Regions from separate parts of the Oryctolagus cuniculus genome. Here all the other regions are linked to region 2. A link is a contact called in public Micro-C data. All regions are on one chromosome and are shown on one strand. The core of a region is the stretch at or near the end of the contact, and the rest is flanking DNA. Distances in the headings are between cores, read along the strand shown.

Region 1 (2,700 bases), core at 48-2,547, 280 kb before region 2:
CCACTGTTACAGATAAGGGGGCTGTGTGACTTGCTCACCAGCTCTGGATGAGCCACATCCTCCCCATTTGGAAATCCACAGGGGTGAGCAGGCCAAGAGCAAGTGGGCAGTGAGGCAGGGCTGTGGGGATGGGCCTCCCGGGTTCTTGTAGTGACAGGCGGCTCAATACCCGAGCAGAGCCCTCCTGGCTCGGGGGCCAGGGTTGCCAGATTTTCCAGGACAGCTGTGTGATATTTGGGATATTTGTGCACTACAAAATTATTCATTGTCTGAGATTGAAATTTAACTGTGCAACCCTACCTTTTGCGCACTGTGCCGTGTCTTTACCATCAAGGAGGAAGGAGTCAGGGACCAGACAGCCTTCTCCATTTCTCTCCTCCCCCTCCCTCCTTTCCCCTCCCTTTTCTCATAGCCTCCACATGCATATTCAAGACCTTGCTCTTGCTTGTGTGGGAGTGGCAAGGCTGGAGGAGAAGGCTCCGGGTGTGCTTGGGGCAGCACTGATGGCCACGCTGACCCCACCGCCTCCCCCCTTCGTCCGCAGTTAGAGCCAGCGACCACTGCAAGTGTAATTAGTTAATAAATCATCCCGAGTGATAAATAGAATGATAGATGCAGGTTTCACTTGATCACTTTTTTATTAAGGAGAAATAAATCAGCACCACATTGTTGCTATAAACCTTTCAAACTGGTCAGATCCTGGCTGGTAGAAGCTGATTAACATGGCCACGTGTAGGGACCATTTGTAGCTGATCATTGAGATCAATCAATCCCTGTCACTTGCATTCCTTGGCGGAGGTGGCAGAAGCCAGGTGCTGTTCCGCCCTCTGCCCGCTGCCCTGGCTTCTCGCTGCATGGGTGGTAGAGTGAGAGTGTGTGTGTGCCTTGGTGCCAGACAGCCCAGATTCAAACCCCAGCTGTGCCCCTGTGAGCCCAGGGAGCTGCTGCCCCACCTCTGAGCCTCAGGCGCCTCCTCCCCTGACATGAGCCAGACTGCAGCATCTTCCTTAGAGAGTGTCCTGAACACCAGTGGGATTTTATCATTCACAAAGTGCCTTCCACTTTCATTTCAGAGTTTTCTTTGGAAAACCCTGAGAAACCAGGCTCCAGAGGGCAGCCGTGGGAATGGTCTCACAGCTGGTCCTGGATAGTTTTGTGACTTCCTCGCATCTGGGAGCTGTAGGGGGTCTCATGGTGGAGTCTTGCTTCCTCCTGGGTCCCCAGGCCTTCACTGTCTCTATCTGGGACTCTCATCCAATCCCCCCACCCCCCACCTCGTTCCATTTTCTCCAACCAAGGCAGGTGTTCAGAGCAAGTGTTCCCAGCCCCCTCATAGCTCCTCCCTGGCTGATACTCAGCCTTTTGCCCAGCCCCTCACAGGTGCTAGAAATGCATCTACCTTGGGTCCAGTGGTTGCCTCAACCATTTTCCCTGCTCTTGACCAAGGCCCCTTTCTTCTCATGGCTTCAAGCCTTTGTCCATATTATTTCTGCCATCTGGTGGGCCCCTTCCCTCTACCCTCATTTTTTTCTATTCTTGAAAAACCTCCCATGATCCTGTTCCCCATCCTTTCCTGCAGAACCAGTTCTGCCAGGGGCTCCCAGAGCATCTTGGATGTGATAGCAGTTGCAGCACTCTCTCCTGTTTGTCTTCTCTTCCTCTCTGCCCTCTCATTTCTCCTGTGCCTATCCGTTAGCCACTGCTGTGTAACAGACCATTCTAAAACTTCAGGGGCTGAAAATCCCATTCGCTAACTCACCACTCTGTGATGCCGTCTGGGCTTGGTTGAGCACTCTCGCTGCTCTCCCAGGGCGTCCTCGAGTGCCAGCTGCTCCAGCCTGGCCTTGGCGGGGATGACTCATTTCTGCATCCTGTGATCTCCTGTTCTCCACCAGGTCAGGCTGGACTTGTTCCGATGGTGGTTGAGTAGGGCTCCGGGAGAACAAGTAGAAGCATGCAGGGCTGCTTGAGGCCCAGACTCATAGCTGGCACAAAGCGAGTCACCAGGCTGCCAGGCCAGGTTCTAGGGATGGGGAAGAAGACTCCAGCTCTCAGTGAGAGGAGCTGCAAAGTAACATTGCAAGGGATGTGGCTACAAGGAGGGAAAAATATTGGGGTCACCTTTGCTATAAATTTATCACAACTGAGACCAGCTGAGAGGTGAATGTTCCTGAGACTCTCATGCTAGTGGGTAATTTTTATGACTCAGATTCTTGACATAGATCTACAAGGCCCTGCTAACTTTCTCGTGCTTAGCTTGCGCCATGTTCCATGTTGGCGTTTTTTTTTTTTTTTTCTCTTGAGCCTTTCCCTTAAAATACTTCCTCCTGCCACAAGACCTTTGATAAGACCTCTCCTCTTTTGTGTTTCCCTGTATTAAAGTATCCCTTTCCTTTGCCTTCCTGTTCAAGCCCTTCCTGACTTCCCTGGCTAGATTGAATCCCTCTAGTATAGGCTCTGAGCAGGCTATGTACTCTGCCTTTTTTTTTTTTTTTTGACAGGCAGAGTGGACAGAGAGAGAGACAGAGAGAAAGGTCTTCCTTTGCCGTTGGTTCACCCCCCAATGGCCACTGCGGCCAGCACACTGCGCTGATCCGAAGCCAGGAGCCAGGTGCTTCTCCTGGTCTCCCATGGGGTACAGGGCCCAAGCACTTGAGCCATCCTCCACTGCACTCCCGGGCCACAGCAGAGAGCTGGACT
Region 2 (2,700 bases), core at 142-2,641:
TCCTGGGGTGGGGAGGGTGCGCTTCGCGGGAGAGCCCCGTTTGGACGCCTACAGCGCTGCGCTCCCGTCTCCCAGTCTGCGCTCCAGGGAGGTTTCTCACCGGACAGTCCTGGTCCTCCTCACCGTGGTGTTTCCAATATCGGCCACCCGCCCGTCCCCAGCCCAGGACGACGGCCACTCTCGAAGGCTCGGGCATGGAATTTCATCGGGGCGACTGGCGCAGGACTCGCGGCTGAGTCTGAAGATAGGACCGGAGGACCTGCGTATGGCTCAAGGGGAACCTGTGGTAGGCCCCGACGCACACACGCCTGTGTTCCGGGCTGGCTAGAGTTGGCCCGGGTTCGGAGACCTGGCCGGGTCCGAGGCGCGGTCCAAGCCTCCGGGCAGTGGGCAGGAGCGCCTCGCGTCGCTTTTGCGCACAGTGGCCACTTGGGGTCGCACTTTATGCCTGTTTGAGCCTCTCCGCGGCGGGCAGACTCCGTGATCTGCTTAATGGTTACAAAACGTTCAAACAAAAACAGGGCCGGTTCCCCAGAAGCCGAGAGAGAGCCACTGGAGCCCCGTCCCGGGCTGGCCTCGGCCCCAGGCTCGGAGCGCTCAAGGTTGCGTGCGTCTGGCTGGGGACGGGGATTCAGGGCCTTCGGGCCGATTCTTTCCCCCGGTGCCTTCTCGGTGAGCATTTGCGGGTGGGGTGAGCGCGGGGAGCGGCGGGGCCAGCGGAGTCAGGGCTCGGCCACCCCGCGGGAGGGGATCGGCCCCCTCTTAGTCTCCGAACGATCCCAGGAGGCTAAGAGTTGGGTCTGTACTCAACTCGCTGAGCCCCAACCCTGCCTCCAACACACAGATACGTGCCGACCTCCAGACACACAGGCGCGCACCGCACACCGTCGCTCGGCCCCGCGGCTGCGAGGACACGGAGCGTCGCCCACTGGGCGGGGGCCGCTTGGGAACAAAGGGCCCGGGAGGCGTCGTCCCGGCGCTCATTCTGAGCCTCCTAGGGGGTGACACGGGCTGGGGGTGGGGGGTTGGAGGGTGGAGCAAAGGGTGTGGAGGGAGGAGAGCGCGCGGGGGAGTGGAAGCGTCGTCTTGGCTAGGAGGTAGGGCGCGCTCCGAAGACGAGAGTGCGGGGCCGGGACCTGGCGGGTGTGGGGGGTTGGGCCGGGCCAGCCGTCCCGCTCGGCTCCAACCCTCCGCCAGGCCTCGCCGGCTCCGGGGCTGCTCCGGCCGCCAGTCAGCTGACGCGGGGGGCGGGGGAGCTGTCAGGCGCGCCCCGCCCAGTGCGGGCCGCGGGGGCCGAGCAGCCATTGGCCAGCGCGCCGGGCCGCCCGGGCCCCCGCGCCCCGGTGACTCAGGGAGGCGATAAAAGGCGGCGGCGGCGCCGGATCCAGCACAGCTGCACAGCCGGGCTGCGAGCGGCTGCGAGCGAGAGGACCCCAGAGCGAGAGAGCTAGGGAGCGAGTGGCGGGCGCTCGCCCCGCGCCTCCCCTCCGCCCCATTACGCGCCCCGCTTGCCTCTGCGCCCTGCACGACTGCCTCGGCTCGGTCCCAGCGCAGCTACAGCCTCGAGCTCTGGGGCAGCGCAGGCAGCTCTGGGACTCTCCGGCTCGCCGCCGCGTCCCCAGACAAAGGCTTGGCCAGCGGCCCCAGCCCGCTGCGCCCTCGGCTCCCGGCCTCTCCGGCTCGCCGCGCTTCGCCCCCGCGCTTGGCTCGGCGCGCCCCGGCCGGCCGCAAAGTTTCCCGGGCGGCAGCGGCGACTGCGCCTCGCGTCAGCGATGGCCGCGGAGCTGAGCATGGGGCCAGAGCTGCCCACCAGCCCGCTGGCCATGGAGTACGTCAACGACTTCGACCTGCTTAAGTTCGACGTGAAGAAGGAGCCGCTGGGGCGCGCGGAGCGTCCGGGCCGGCCCTGCACGCGCCTGCAGCCAGCCGGCTCGGTGTCGTCCACACCGCTCAGCACGCCGTGCAGCTCGGTGCCCTCCTCGCCCAGCTTCAGCCCCACCGAACAGAAGACCCACCTGGAGGACCTGTACTGGATGGCGAGCAACTACCAGCAGATGAACCCCGAGGCGCTCAACCTGACGCCCGAGGACGCGGTGGAGGCGCTGATCGGCTCGCACCCAGTGCCACAGCCGCTGCAGAGCTTCGACGGGTTCCGTGGCGCGCACCACCACCACCATCACCACCACCCTCACCCGCACCACGCGTACCCCGGCGCCGGCGTGGCCCACGACGACCTGGGCCCGCACGCGCACCCGCATCATCACCACCATCACCAAGCGTCGCCGCCGCCGTCCAGCGCCACCAGCCCCGCGCAACAGCTGCCCACCAGCCACCCCGGGCCCGGGCCGCACGCGGCGACGGCGGCGACGGCGGCTGGCAGCAGCGGCAGCGTGGAGGACCGCTTCTCCGACGACCAGCTCGTGTCCATGTCCGTGCGCGAGCTGAACCGCCACCTGCGAGGCTTCACCAAGGACGAGGTGATCCGCCTGAAGCAGAAGCGGCGGACCCTGAAGAACCGGGGCTACGCCCAGTCGTGCAGGTATAAACGCGTCCAGCAGAAACACCACCTGGAGAATGAGAAGACACAGCTCATTCAGCAGGTGGAGCAGCTTAAGCAGGAGGTGTCCCGGCTGGCCCGCGAGAGAGACGCCTACAAGGTCAAGTGCGAGAAACTCGCCAACTCCGGCTTCAGGGAGGCGG
Region 3 (2,700 bases), core at 49-2,548, 340 kb after region 2:
AGAACCTGGGCTTTCTATACTGAAAGGTAGCTCAAATATTTTATTATTCAAAATAGAAGCTTTAGGGGTGGATGTTTGCACAGCAGTTAAGACACTGCTTGAGAACTCTGCATCCCATTTCAGACTGCCTGTGTTCAAGTCCCAGCTCCTCTCCTGACACCATCTTCCTGCTAATGTGCACACTAGAAGGCAGCCATGAAGGCTCAAGTATTTGGGTCCCTGCCACCCCTGTGGGAGACCTGAATTGAGTTCCTGGCTCCTGGTTTTGGCCCCCAGCTAGTGCTACTGTTGTCATTTGGGGAGTGAATTAGCAGATGACAGCACTCTCTTTCTTTCTCTCTCTCTATAACCTCCTCTATCTCCCTCTAAAATTAAAAAAAAGAAAACTAGAAAATAAACTTTAGAAGGGTGATGTAAGTATATAAAAGACTTAGTATTTATTTCCTTGACAATATTTCCTTACTTGTAGTATAATTGTCTATTTCCTGAGCTGTTTCCCCATTGATGACCAGTTTCTTGGGATAGGAACCATGGATTTTCTACATATCTTAGGACATGGCAGAGGACCTAGCCAATAGCTGTTAAATAAATATAATATTTATTAAACAGATGATTTAGAAAGAAGTCAGATAATACTAGTAGAATTTAGAAACAAGGATGATGGTTCTTAACATATATATTAAATAAGATCAATGCTATGTAGTAAGTGAAAAGATGCTTCTTGGTATTCGGTAAGTAGACTAACTTGCTTGAATATTTGTGGGAGTTCAGAGATGTACTCTCAGCCCTGATAACCGGGTCCAGGTTCTTTGAGTGGTTGAATAGAAGCATGAATGGTTGGGGTAAGATATTTGGTAAAAGAGTGGATAAGCAATTCTCAAACACAGAGAAGACTAGGGGACCAGGATAATGTTGGAAAGAGCAGAAAGTGAAGTTTATTGAAGGCTGACTCAGTGCCAGCACTGTATTGATGTTTTACATATGTTATCCTAGTTAATCCTCATAATGATGAGGGCATTATTATCCCCACTTAAAAACCAAGGCTTACAAAGAGATTAAGCAACCTACTCCAGATGGAAGGCTGGGCCTGTGAGTGCAGCTTTCAGTGCCTCAAATATCCAAGGCAACCTCTGGTTATGGTGTTACAGGTAATTCCCTGTCCAACATGGAGAGCAGAGACTTGTGAGGACATGTGTCTCTGGCCTTCCAGACCTTTATCTCCTAGCATGGTGAGTGCAATCTGGCCCCAGCTATGGGCCTGGGGCACCCACGGCAGATCCTTTTGCTGCCTGAACCTGTTTGCATGTTGACAGATTACAACACATGTGGCTTTGGCTGGGTGCCCACCCCATGGAAGGCCCTTGCACTGTCAGGAGCCCCGCAGCAGGTGAGTAATACAGGAATCACTTCTCACCATGATTGCAAACGATGGCTGTCTTCATCGCCAGGTGAAGAAATGCCTTTTCTTTGGAAGCCAATCACTCACCAGCCAAGGGAGAGACAAAACACAGATGGTGGAACTACCTTAATTCTCTCCTGTTCCATCCACCAATAACGTGCATTTAAAGCACACTTTAAAAAATTCACCCAAATTACTCTGGGGAGCACATTCTCTAAGATCCATGAACTCCACAAAAGGTCATCAGCTATATTTGTCATTTCTCAATAATGCCTTTAATCACTTACTCCTTCATTCATCTCATAAATTAAACATAGTTTTAGGCTTCTACTGTATATGAGACACCATGTTAAGATTAGGGACAAGAAAGATTAGGACATGGAGATTCCATTCCAATGGGAAGGGCCAAAAAATCCACATAGCTAGGGGAGGGCATTTAGTGCAGTTGTTAAGTTGCTACTTGGGACAAGCCGGCGCCGCGGCTCACTAGGCTAATCCTCCACCTAGCGGCGCCGGCACACCGGGTTCTAGTCCCGGTCAGGGCGCCGGATTCTGTCCCGGTTGCCCCTCTTCCAGGCCAGCCCTCTGCTGTGGCCAGGGAGTGCAGTGGAGGATGGCCCAGGTGCTTGGGCCCTGCACCCCATGGGAGACCAGGAAAAGCACCTGGCTCCTGGCTCCTGCCATCGGATCAGCGCGGTGCGCCGGCCGCAGCGCGCCGGCTGCGGCGGCCATTGGAGGGTGAACCAACGGCAAAGGAAGACCTTTCTCTCTGTCTCTCTCTCTCTCACTGTCCACTCTGCCTGTCAAAAAAAAAAAAAAAAAATTAAAAAAAAAAATTAAGTTGCTACTTGGGACAACAAATTCCACATTGGAGTGCCTGATTCAAATCCCAGCGACTCTGCTTCCAATCTAGCTCCCTGGTGATGTGTACTGTGGAGGTCAACAGATGATGGCTCAAGTGCTTGAGTCTCTACCACCTGCAAGGCAGGCCCACACTGAGTTCTAGGCTCTGGCTTCAGCCTGGTCCCACCTTGGCTGTTGTGAATTAACAGATCTCTTTCCCTGGTTCTAGAATAAAACTAAAACTAAACTATACTAAAATAAAACATGTAATTAACATATAAATTGGATAAGCCCTAGGAAGTAAAATGAGTGATTGGATGGTGAAGCAACTGGGGACGAGCAGAGCTATATCCATTAAAGCGATCAGAGAAGACTGGTCTGGGCAGGTGGCACTTAGACTGAAGTGCTCTGACTAAAGCCTTTGGGGAGGGAAATTGTGGCACAATTTGTTTTAGACC
Region 4 (2,700 bases), core at 161-2,660, 400 kb after region 2:
ATTCTTCTTTTGACTCCTTATCAGGAACTTTGCTAAAAATTCAAACTGTTTTGCAACTGCCTACCCTGTGTTTATACCCTCTTCTTACCCTTCTGTATAGTCACTGATAGAGCGGCCTCATGCTTTTAATGACCATCTAGCATTCTTCTCTGGGCCAGCACTTACACTTGCTTAGTCATGCTGTATGTAAGGCACATATACTTTGTTTTCTTTGTATGCACCTTTGTAGAAACTTGCAAGTAACTTTGTAAAATGGTTCCTTCAACAGAAGTTTATTAAGTAAAGTATCTCTTAGGTAGTGGACTGGATGTCACCAGTACAACAAGGATAATGTATAACTGCTTCCTGTCTCCATAGCATTTGCAATCTAATTCAATAATACCTTTCAAATATAGACTCCATATTGTCCTCTTCCCTTCTTTGCTGGTTAATGTAATAATTATTGTCCCTGGCTTATAAATGAAAGACTTGTGGCTCCTAGAGGGGTGTGCATGCAACCAAAGCCACCAAGGGTGTTTGTTGCTATGCTGGGAAGCATTCCTGCACCTGACTCAGAAACTCTCACACTGCCCATCCTTCTAGTATTTGATCAGTTCCAACCCACTCAGGGAAGATGGGTCCAATTCATCTGTCTAGTATTGAATACAGATGAAGACAGCAGACATGGAGAGGTTAGTTCCTTCATTTGTAAACCATGGCACTACAGTGTATGAGAAGGAGCAGAGAGACGCTTGGCCCTCACTATGCCTTGGCGGGTCTATACTGTAGTCAGGCACTTCGGGGTTTGAATCCCAAGTCTGTTGTTTTGCTGTTGCAGAGTCTTGGTCAAGTCACTTCTCCATCCAACTCAGATTTCCTTAACAGGAAGGTGGGAAATGTCAATATCCCAGGTGGCTGTAAGGTTTCAAAGAGTTCGAAAGTATGGTTACTGAGGTAGAGTGAGAGTGGGCTAAGTGTCAGCTATTGTTCTTGCACTTACTTTATTTTATTTTATTTTTAATTTTTTCTTATGCTAAGTCTGATTGCCCTCTGGAGCCCCTGGCTTGTTCTGCCAACCCAGAGCCAAGCACCTGCTCTCTTGGCACCTTCGCTGTCCTCAGGAGCCCCCGGGCAATTCTGGGTATTGCCCTAGCTCCCTTCGAAGGAGAATGTGAACATGATATGGCCCTGATGTAGTCTGGGGGTGCAAGGAGGCTGCTAATTAGAAATGGAAGGTGGGTACAGCTAATAGCTTTCCAAGTAGCCACTAGCACTCACCGTGTGGGAACTGGGTGTGATTTCTTCTTAGAATAACTCCTTGGAGACCTGTGGCCTGTTCTGCCCTTGTCGTCCAGTTTCCAGACTCTCTGCTGTCCTCTGAGGGCCCAGCTCTGGAACGCGGCTCGTTGGCTCGGCTCTGGCTGCCAGGCTGGACAGATGCGACTTGTCAGGCTCGGGCCAAGTTGCTTAGGCGGGACACTCAGCACTGGGCCAGGCCATCCCTCTCCCGAGCTGGGCTCTGAGCCACCACTGGAGAGACGCCAGCAGGGAGGAGGCAGGGCTGTGGGTGATCGCTACTGGGAGCCTGCGATGGCCTACAGCGGTGAGGGCAGGATTCTGACATCAGCCTCTGCCAGGCAGCAGGTTCAGACAGGAGGAGAGGGAGGCTGCCCGCACCCGGGTCAGAGGGGCCATTGGCAGCCCGGAAAGTGGGTCCTCCCAGGCCTGGGCTCCTTGGGGCCTGCTCGCTCTGCTGTGGCTGTTGGGAAAACCTGTTGGGTGAGCTCTCGTGTGTTTCCCTGTCAGGCCAGGTCTGACAGTCGGGGCAGAAGAGTGGAGCGAGGCGAGGGAGCTCTGTAAGTGGCTCTGACATATACTTGAGAAGCTGCCAAAGGGTGGTTTATGTTTCTTAAACAGAGATGTGTTATGATAGCAAGGCTGCTTCTGTGGCGGTGAGAGGCGAGCTCTGCCTGAGCCTGGGGCTCCCTGACACGTCCCTTTGCCAAGTCAGGAGGCAGCACGGCGAAGGGGGCACATTTCCAGATCCAGGGGCAGCGGATGAAGCCGCCCCTGGACAGAGGACGTGACTTTGGATCATTTCCCGGAGCGCCACCTTCCTCATCAGCTAAGTGGGAATAAAAGTCCGTCCCTCCTGTGTTCCTTCGCTACGGACGTCTGCTGTGCTATTCCAGGCATTTCACAAATACCATCTCACTTAATCCTGTAACAACTGCATGACACAGGTGCTATTATTATCCTTGTTTTACAGCCAAGGCATAGAAAGATCAAATGAGTGGGCTAAGGTCTCAGAGCAAAGCTGGCCGAGCTGGGACTGGAGCCTGAACAATCTCCAGTGTCTCTAACCTTAACCACTCTGCTCTACATCCACTTTGTTCAGGGACTGTGGCCCTCTGCCTCTAAAGCACTTCACTCCTTTTGGAGTTGCACATTTGTTGATGTGATTATTTGATGAATGCCCTTTTTTTTTTTTTTTCCTTTTGGATTCTGAGTTATCCACCTTGGTGTTTGCTCGTCACCATATCCCCAGCACAGAGCTGTGGACTTAATAAGGGCTTCCTTGCAGGACGTGTGTGAGAGGTTATGCATAAGATCATGGTAAAGAACGTTAAATGGCAGGTGGTTCCCTAGGAAATTGTCAGCACTGCTCTGAGCTTACGATGGGCTCAGGGAAGATGTTTATATCCAGGACAGACAGGCTGT

The links. A called contact is a pair of places that touch in the nucleus more often than the background predicts.
Region 1: a Micro-C map of ear pinna shows a contact between it and region 2, with 5 times the contacts expected there. The contact joins the enhancer-like site here to the promoter of MAFB in region 2. A contact is called at or near these places in 4 of 6 Hi-C or Micro-C datasets (ear pinna, psoas muscle, skin fibroblasts and 1 more).
Region 3: a contact with region 2 is called in a Micro-C map of ear pinna, with 3 times the contacts expected there. The contact joins the enhancer-like site here to the promoter of MAFB in region 2. A contact is called at or near these places in 2 of 6 Hi-C or Micro-C datasets (ear pinna and an unstated tissue).
Region 4: a Micro-C map of ear pinna shows a contact between it and region 2, with 4 times the contacts expected there. The contact joins the enhancer-like site here to the promoter of MAFB in region 2. A contact is called at or near these places in 2 of 6 Hi-C or Micro-C datasets (ear pinna and psoas muscle).

Annotation. Positions count from the first base shown.
Region 1 is chr11:17,974,249-17,976,948 of mOryCun1.1, forward strand. No RefSeq gene overlaps it. Among named protein-coding and RNA genes, the nearest start is that of TOP1, 65 kb to the left of the region's middle. Within about 2 kb of position 1,298, at least 1 of the 8 cell types and tissues checked has an H3K27ac peak or open chromatin away from gene starts, as enhancers often do. A contact at or near this core is called in ear pinna, where this site is marked.
Region 2 is chr11:18,257,013-18,259,712 of mOryCun1.1, forward strand. It overlaps MAFB (MAF bZIP transcription factor B), which reads left to right and starts at 1,392. Exons shown (of 1, transcript XM_008274435.4): 1 at 1,392-2,700. The coding sequence starts at 1,773.
Region 3 is chr11:18,592,238-18,594,937 of mOryCun1.1, forward strand. No RefSeq gene overlaps it. Among named protein-coding and RNA genes, the nearest start is that of MAFB, 340 kb to the left of the region's middle. Within about 2 kb of position 1,299, at least 1 of the 8 cell types and tissues checked has an H3K27ac peak or open chromatin away from gene starts, as enhancers often do.
Region 4 is chr11:18,656,716-18,659,415 of mOryCun1.1, forward strand. No RefSeq gene overlaps it. Among named protein-coding and RNA genes, the nearest start is that of MAFB, 400 kb to the left of the region's middle. Within about 2 kb of position 1,411, at least 7 of the 8 cell types and tissues checked have an H3K27ac peak or open chromatin away from gene starts, as enhancers often do. A contact at or near this core is called in ear pinna, where this site is marked.